2 separate regions of the Sus scrofa genome follow, and region 1 is linked to region 2. Evidence: chromatin contacts called from public Hi-C data. All regions are on one chromosome and are shown on one strand. The core of a region is the stretch at or near the end of the contact, and the rest is flanking DNA. Distances in the headings are between cores, read along the strand shown. Region 1 overlaps SLC7A8 (large neutral amino acids transporter small subunit 2). Region 2 holds the start of SLC7A8 (large neutral amino acids transporter small subunit 2).

What was found. A called contact is a pair of places that touch in the nucleus more often than the background predicts.
Region 1: a Hi-C map of skeletal muscle shows a contact between it and region 2, with 2.7 times the contacts expected there. The contact joins the enhancer-like site here to the promoter of SLC7A8 in region 2. A contact is called at or near these places in 1 of 5 promoter capture datasets (liver), 4 of 47 Hi-C or Micro-C datasets (embryonic fibroblasts, fetal liver and skeletal muscle) and 1 of 2 datasets of contacts at active chromatin or transcription factors (skeletal muscle).

Annotation. Positions count from the first base shown.
Region 1 is chr7:75,898,607-75,902,558 of Sscrofa11.1, forward strand. All of the region lies in intron 3 of SLC7A8 (large neutral amino acids transporter small subunit 2), which reads left to right. Among named protein-coding and RNA genes, the nearest start is that of CEBPE, 26 kb to the right of the region's middle. Within about 2 kb of position 1,470, at least 25 of the 83 cell types and tissues checked have an H3K27ac peak or open chromatin away from gene starts, as enhancers often do. A contact at or near this core is called in skeletal muscle, where this site is marked.
Region 2 is chr7:75,852,232-75,856,488 of Sscrofa11.1, forward strand. It overlaps SLC7A8 (large neutral amino acids transporter small subunit 2), which reads left to right and starts at 2,469. Exons shown (of 11, transcript XM_021099239.1): 1 at 2,469-3,566. The coding sequence starts at 3,428.

The sequences.
Region 1 (3,952 bases), core at 220-2,719, 45 kb after region 2:
CACAGCAACTCCAGATCTGAGCTACATCTGTGACCTACATCACAGGTGACGGCAACGCTGGATGCTTAACCCACTGAGCGAGGCCAGGGATCAAACCCCACAACCTCATGGTTCCTAGTCGGATTTGTTTCCACTGCGCCACAATGGAAACTCCCACACCCTTTTTAAGCCAGGAAACAGAAAGAAAAAAAGAGAGGAGGAAATGCCCAAGAAATACAGAGAAGCCTGGGATTCCCTCTGGAGAAGCAGAACCCACCACCACAGCAAGATTACAATGGTCAAGAACCAGAGTCTTATGCCTTCTGGTTTACTTATTTATTTTTATTTAGGGCCACGCCTGCAGCATATGGAAGTTCCCAGGCTAGGGGTTGAATCGGAACTGTAGCTGTGGCCTACACCACAAACTACAGCAACATGAGATCCAGGCTATATTCTTGACCTGTGCCGCAGCTTGTGGCCACACCAGATACTTAACCCACAGAGCAAGGCCAGAGATTGATCCCGCATCCTCATGGACACTAGTCAGATTCTTAACCACTGAGCCACAATGGGAACTCCTGTCTTCTCTTTTATTTGGTCCAGCCAATCTCAAATTATAAAATTCTCTCCATTGCTAAGGGTCTTCCCCACCTATAAGAAGCATCTCTGATTTCCTGGCCTGAGCTAGGAACTCTTCATGGATGCCTGCCAGCCTCTTTGAAGAACTCTGCCATCAACATACTGCTTTGTGGAGTTCCCCTTGTGACACAGTGGAAACGAATCTGACTAGGAACCATGAGGTTACGGATTCCATCCCTGGCCTCACTCAGTGGTTTAAGGATCCAGCATTGCCGTGAGCTGTGGTGTAGGTTGCAGACCCGGCTTGGATCTGGCCTTGCTGTGGCTCTGCTGTAGTCCGGTAGCTATAGCTCTGATTCGACCTCTATCCTGGGCACCTCCATAGTGCCCACACTAAAAAGCAAAACAAACAAACAAAAATCATATTGCTTTGTGATCATCTTTCGCTCACCCATCTACCCTCTTACAATGTCAACTTCCTGAGGACAGGAAGGGACTTGTGTCTTATGTATAACTACCTCCACCAGAGTATGTAGAACTTACAGGCTCTTTGTGGATGGTGGTTGGATGGTTGGATGGATGGATGCATGAAGATCCTCACAGCTCAAGGCTGTAGTGACCACTGGACCCCCTCTATATGTGGCTTCCCTGAGGTCACTGTGTCTTAAGCATGTAGAATTCAAGATCTGGCTGGGAAGAGAGAGGGGACGTAGCCATCAGCAAGAGAAAGAGGCGCTGAGGTCAGACGGGCAGAGGCAGGATGTCGCAGGGCAGGGGCTTGGCAAGTGTTGCCTTCACTCACTGACCTTTCCTCTCCGGATGGAGGCTCGGGTTTCAGCCTGCTGTGAGGAACGCTAGCCTGTGGTTCCAGGAGACTGGAAGTACTCTCTTTCCCCCTCCGTCACTGCTGTGATCACCCAACTGCAGGGCGAAGGGTCACACAGGGCCTGCAGCCATTGTTCCAAGGAGATTAGTGTTACTGGCTGCCTGTTTCTCCCACCCCATTTTATGTCTGGAAGATTCCTGAAAAGGCTAAAGGTTTAATCAAGGGCTAAAATTGTCCCTTCCTTCAAACATCTCCAATTCCCCAAGGAGCACTCTGAGGAAGTCTCTCTGGCTGCCCTGATAAGGTCCCTTTGTGTTTTCTATCCAGGAGGTGGGGAGGTGACCGCATTCCTCCTCCCCGCCCTGCCCTCTCCTCCCCTTGGTACAAGGACTTGCTTCTCCACGTGATGAGGTCACGCTCGTTCTGGCTCCTTATTCTGTAATCCTTACCTGTCCTCAAGCCACAAAGGTGTTGTTTCCTAATCTTCCTTTATCCTTTAGTCATTACTGTTTGTATCTGCTTGAACTCCTGGGTCCCAGGGGCCCAACCTTGTCCCTAATGCTTCGGGGCCCTGGGAGAAGTTGAGATTATAGGCCCAGTTGCTGGGAGTGACTTAGGTTGAATTGTAGGCAGGCATGTGATCCTGAAATCCTTATTGAATTGAGTAAGATAAACCAAGCAGTGTATTTACTAGGACAGCTCAGTCCTTCTGGAACAATTACAAAATGTTCTCCCAGTTCGGGCATTTAAAATCCTCCCTCTGACCACATGTTTTGGTTCTCCTTATATGACACCGTCTTGGATTAAAAAAACTCCTCCACCAGGAGTCATGAGTCCAGGGCAGCATAACCACCCTTGAAGTTGTGTTTTCTGCTGCTCTTTCTGTGAAACCCACTGAGGAGGTTCCTGGGGAGCAGGGAACGTTGGCATGTGTCGTAGGATGTGTGGACTGAGTTGAACTTGGAGGACTAATGAACTGTGGCATTTTCTTTATTGAGTGTTAAATGTTTATTGAGCACCTACTATTTGCAGGCACCAGTGCTATATATACCCTAGGGTTAGAAACAGGGAAAAGTCACAACTGCCTTCCTAGTCTACCAGAAGACAGAGAAAATGAAACAGTATTTTATTTTATTTATTGGCTTATTATTTTTGCTTTTTAGCACTGTACTCACGGCATATAGAGGTTCCTAGGCTAGAGGTCAAATCAGAGCTCTTGGCCTACACCATAGCCACAGGAAAGCAGGATCCATGCTGTGTCTGTGACCTACACCACAGCTCGCGGCAACACCAGATCCTTAACCCACCCACTGAGCTAGGCCAGAGATCGAACCCACAACCTCATGGTTCCTACTCGGATTTGTTTCCACAGTACCACAATGGGAACTCCAAACAGATAATTTTAATACAAAGAAATAAGTGTCAGTCTTAGATATTAACAGTGGTCTGGGCATAGAGGAGGGAGAAATTTCATTCCTTGTCTACAAGACACAGCTGATATATCTTCCCGGGCAGATGCCTCATCAAGAATAAATAATAAAGACTCACAGAACAGGCGACATTTGAGCTAGATCTTGAAAGATGAGAAGGAGCTTGCCAGCTAGAGATGGCATAGGAAGGTTACAGATGGATAACAATGTCAGGTCCCTATCCTGTGGAAATGTTCTAAGAATCAAGAACAGTTGGAAAATACTTGGAAAGTAAAAGAACAGTTTAAGAATAAAGTATTGATATAACTTGATCTGCCGTTCAGGTGAAGTCAGAGGCCTTATTAGAGGCTTGAGGAAAGAGAGTCTTGTGCTTGTATGCATGTGGCTTGCAGCCTTGGAAAACTGGGGGGCATTCTAGTCACTGTTGCAGGGGAAGAGGAAACGAGAGGATTTTAACTTTATCCCTTATTCTCAAGGACTTCATGACTACCAGGAAATGGGGTCCTGTCCCCTGGGCCCCTGGGGGTTGCTTAGGGAGTGTGGTGGTAAAACTCTCCAAGCGTTCAGCCTCTGAGCTCTCTGCCTGTCTTTGGAACTTCCATTTTGTTGGCATCTCTCTCTTTTTTCTCCTTCTTAGGGCTGCATATGCAGCATATGGAGGTTCTCAGGCTAAGGGTCAAATCAGAGCTGCAGCTGCCGGCCTACACCGCAGCCGCAGCAATGCTGGATCCTTAACCCACTGACCGAGGCCAGGGATAGAACCCACATTCTCATGGATATTAGTTGGGCTCATTACCTCTGAGCCACGATGGGAACTCCTTGTTGACCTCTCTGTGGGAACCCTGTGACTCCTCGCCCTACCCGCCACTAAAGATAGAGGGATGGTAGCAAATAAACACATGGAACATGCTTAGCATCATTAGTCTCTCAGGAAATGCAAATCAGAACCTCAGTGAAGTACCACTACACACCCTTTAGAATAGTCGGACTTTTGGGGGTTTTTTTATTTTTTTCATGTCTTCACCTGAGGCATACAGAGGTTCCCAGGCTAGGGGTCCAGTCAGAGCTGTGCTGGGCCGGGATTGAACTTACATCCTGGCACTGCAGACACTGCCAATCTCATTGTGCCACAGTGGGA
Region 2 (4,257 bases), core at 1,219-3,718:
ATGTTAGCCATGTGGAATTTTGACACACTTAGTATATTTATTTCACAATATGATCCCAACCTGAAGTGAGCTGTATAATATGAACGAACGGTCCTGTTGAAGAGGGGCAGTGGGGAGCGGGGAGACTCTTTTTCAAGCTTTTACATTGCACCATTAATTGACAGTCATAAGCCACTTATAAACACCAAGGGCTAGAGAAATAGAAATAGTAATCTTCAGCAACCCTGTCTTCCCAACTGAGTGTGCTTAATACACAGCTACCTGAGCCATGGCGGCGACAACGCCAGATCCTTAACCCACTGAGCCACAAGGGAATTCCCCCCTTAAGCTATTTAGTTCTTAAAAATGAGATGGCTGGAGTTCCCTTCATGGCGCAGTGGTTAACGAATCTGACTAGGAACCATGAGGTTGCAGGTTCGATCCCTGGCCTTGCTCAGTGGGTTAAAGGATCCGGCGTTGCCCTGAGCTGTGGTGTAGGCTGCAGACACGGCTCGGATCCTACGTTGCTGTGGCTCTGGTGTAGGCCGGTGGCTACAACTCCGATTCAACCTCTAGCCTGGGAACCTCCACATGCCGTGGGAGCGGCCCTAGATAAAGCAAAACAAAACAAAACAAACAAACAAACAAACAAAAAATAAAGTCTCTGAAAAAAAAAAATGAGATGGCTAAAGAGAAAAAAAAAAATGGAGTTCCTGCCGTGGCTCAGTGGTTAACGAATTTGACTAGGAACAATAAGGTTGAGGGTTTGATTCCTGGCCTGGCTCAGTGGGTTAAGGATCTGGCGTTGCCATGAGCTGTGGTGTAGGTCACAGATGCAGCTCAGATCCCGTGGTGCTGTGGCTCTGGCGTAGGCCGGTGGCTACTGCTCCAATTAGACCCCTAACCTGGGAATCTGCATATGCCGCAAGTGCGGCCCTAGAAAAGACGAAAAGACAAAAGTCAACAACAACAACAAAAATGAGATGGCTAAAGCTTACCACATTGTGATCAGTTAGCACCAGTTTTTGGCAAGAGACCTCAAATTTACCACATTCATGTTTTAGCCCATATTAAATCTACATGATGTAGATTAGAAATACATTACTGAAAGAACTCATGTTCAAGAGCAGAAAGGTCATTTGTTTTATACCTTGATGTTGAAATCTGGGCAGAAATCTTCAAATCAGATTGTTGATGCTTTCTGATGCCAGGAAAGGCCAAAAGCAAATCAAATTTTTTTCATTTCCCATGACTCATTCCCTCCCATGGAGTTTTGTGCTATATATTCCCTTCCTTGCCTGTTCTTTTTTGTTTAAAATTCTTTTTACATCACCACCCTCCATCTTTTTTTTTTGCTGATGCTTTCAGTTTGCTGTATCTTGGACTGCAGAAGGAGAAGTAGTTTAAGTTCCAACCTTTGAAACCTCTTAATACTTGCTGAGTGGTGAGTGGTCAAGGGGTGAAGTGGAAAAGATTGCTGATTGAACTTACCACATTTGGAAAAGCCCTTCTTACAATAGCTCAACCATCCCTGCTGTAAAGAATTAAGTATTTATTTTCCTTAAAATCCAAAATATTTTGGAACATTCTCCAGAAAATGATGCCCACTTTCTGTACTTAGTGGACAGCTTGAGGAACTTTATTTTTCAGACCCACTTTAAACCCAAGTTCCTTTTGTATAATGTATGTCATGCAGATTCAAAATGATTTCATTTTAGATTTATAGTGTTGGTTATCTGCTCTATTGCTTCTTGCGGTTTTTTCAAACTTCTTTGCAATTATCAATAGACAGCATTGATCTCGTGTAAGGCAGTAGTTTCTGAGTAAAATTCTTCACAGAAGCCAAGACACAATATCAATATGGAAATAAGTTAGTCAACTCATCATCAACATCAACAATTTGCTTCATGATCAGAGAGATACTAACGCCCCACCCCCTCTTTCATCTGCCTTTCTAATAGGCTATAGATGCAAAAATATTAGAAGCTATGAAAGCCCTCATGCCACCAGATTTTGCGTCATTCTTTCCTGGGACCCTGGTGGGAGTCTTTTTTTTCTCTCCGTTTCAGCTAACACAAAATAAACAGCTGTGAACAGTGAGGTTACCACCTCTTCCTGGTAATTTTATTTCCACTATACTCTTCACAGCTGCTCACAATTATACTAAATGAAGCTCTTTTCCGTTATTCTTAATTCTTTCCATTCTCCTCTCCCACCCTTGATTTCCTCCTATTTTCAGATACTTGAAGATAAATGTCCCTACAGCCTTGCCTGCCCTACAGCCTTCTCTCCTGTTTCCTCAAATCATCCAGACATAAATATTTTAATACATTCACAGTGTATTTCTGATGGCACTAAAGCGCCTGCACAACGGATCCCTTATTTATAAAGCCCACATCTGCTGAATGACCTGTAACGCTATACTAGCTCGTGAACTCTCCATGAACAGTCGACCTGGAAGGATTTTACTTCCACTACTTACAAAGAGAAAGATGGAGAAAAGAGAGTCGATCGATTACAAAGAGAAAGCTTTTAATCCATCTTTTCGGTGATCTTTGGGGGCTGCGAGCCGGTATTTAAATTGAACAGGAGGAGGAGACGGAGGATGGATAGAACCGAGGAGGTGGGGGCGGAGCTAGCTCAGCACATAAAACCCCTTGCTTGCTAGAAGGGAAGCACGTTCGTTTGTGCCTGAGCCACTCGTCTGTGACCACGAGAGATGGGGCAGCCTGTGCCTTGAGGACGAAGATCTGAAGAAGGAAAACAGGGACGAGAAAACCAGCCAGATAGAGGAGGACCTCTGGAGAAAGCGGAAGGCAGGAGACGGGGAGGGGAAAGGAACCCACGCCAGGTGGAAACAGGACCTAGAGCAAACCGGTCGGGTCTACAGTTGTTTTTCTGGAAGAGAAGAAAGTACCGGAGGATTGCCTTTTTTTCCCTTAAGTTAATGAAAACTACTTTTATCCTCATCATAAAAGAAAAGGCTTAAGGGGAGGTAAAGACAATCTGTTTTCTTAGGGGGAGAGCTGAGGGAAATCCAGACTATCTCTTTGAAGCGTCTGAAATAAGCCGCTGCTTGGTATAGATTGCAGAACGGTCCTGGTTTTTGAAGAGCCACATCCCTTTCAGGAGAATTCCAGCCGGAGTAGCTAGTACAGTTCTATTTTTATATTTAAATGTCTATGTCTCTTCCCCCCTCTTTTAACAACACTTTCTTTGTTTGTAAGCACGAGTAACAAGAAAGTGCCAAGACAGTAGGAATTTTTTCATTTTTTTCTTTTACCTGCCTGGGTCTTTTTTTATTTTTTTATTTTTTAAGAGGGTAGGAATGGTCTTTTTCTCGGAAAAGGACATTTCCATGTGAAAGGCTCTCTCTCTAAATATATTTACACCCGTATGCATTTAGAAAGAGAGATACCTTTCGGAGGTTGAAATCCTACTGAGAAACATGGAAAAAGGAGCCAGGCAACGAAACAACACTGAAAAGAACCACCCAGGTGGGAGCAAGTCGGAGACTGGTTCTGGAGAGGGCGGAGTGGCCCTGAAGAAAGAGATTGGATTGGTCAGTGCTTGTGGTATCATTGTAGGTGAGTCCAATTCCTTTTCCCACCGACCACTCCTCCCCCTGTCTGGTGGTCCTCTTGCAGAACCTTAACCCCTCACCTCCCCCCAACCTTCCTAAAGCACTGTTTCTGCTTCCTACTCCCTTAGACAAGGGTTGTCACTCACCTGTGCTATAAACTACCCCACTGGTCACGTTTGAGAGATGCAGGAAGCATTGTATGTCCTACTTCTCTTTCTCCAAATGAGGCTGAGCAGTTCTGTCCAGTGCTGATGAATGGAGCAAATAGGGGACACACACCTGGTCAGTGCTGATGGTCAGTGTTGCCTGGAAGCTTGTTGAAAATAGAGGTCTCTGGGCTCCACTCTTGCAGCTTGCAGGTTCCGATTCAGTTGGCTTAAGGTAGGGCTGGGAAACCTAGTTTTTTTTTTTTTTTTTTTTTTTTTTTTTTTTAGTATGAGTACTTTATTTTTTTATTAATTCATTTTTTGGCTGTGCCTGAGGCATTTGGAAGTTCCGGGGCCTGGGACCTGTGCCACAACACCAGGCCCTTAACCCCACCAGGCCGCCAGGGAACTCCAGGAACCTAGATTTTTAACAAGCTTTTAGGCAGCCATCTCCTCAGTAGGCTGTGGGCTAGATTTGAGACATTTAGTGGATATTTCACTGTTTTACGTTATATGAGACTGTGGGCTTAGGAGATGTGCAATAATAAA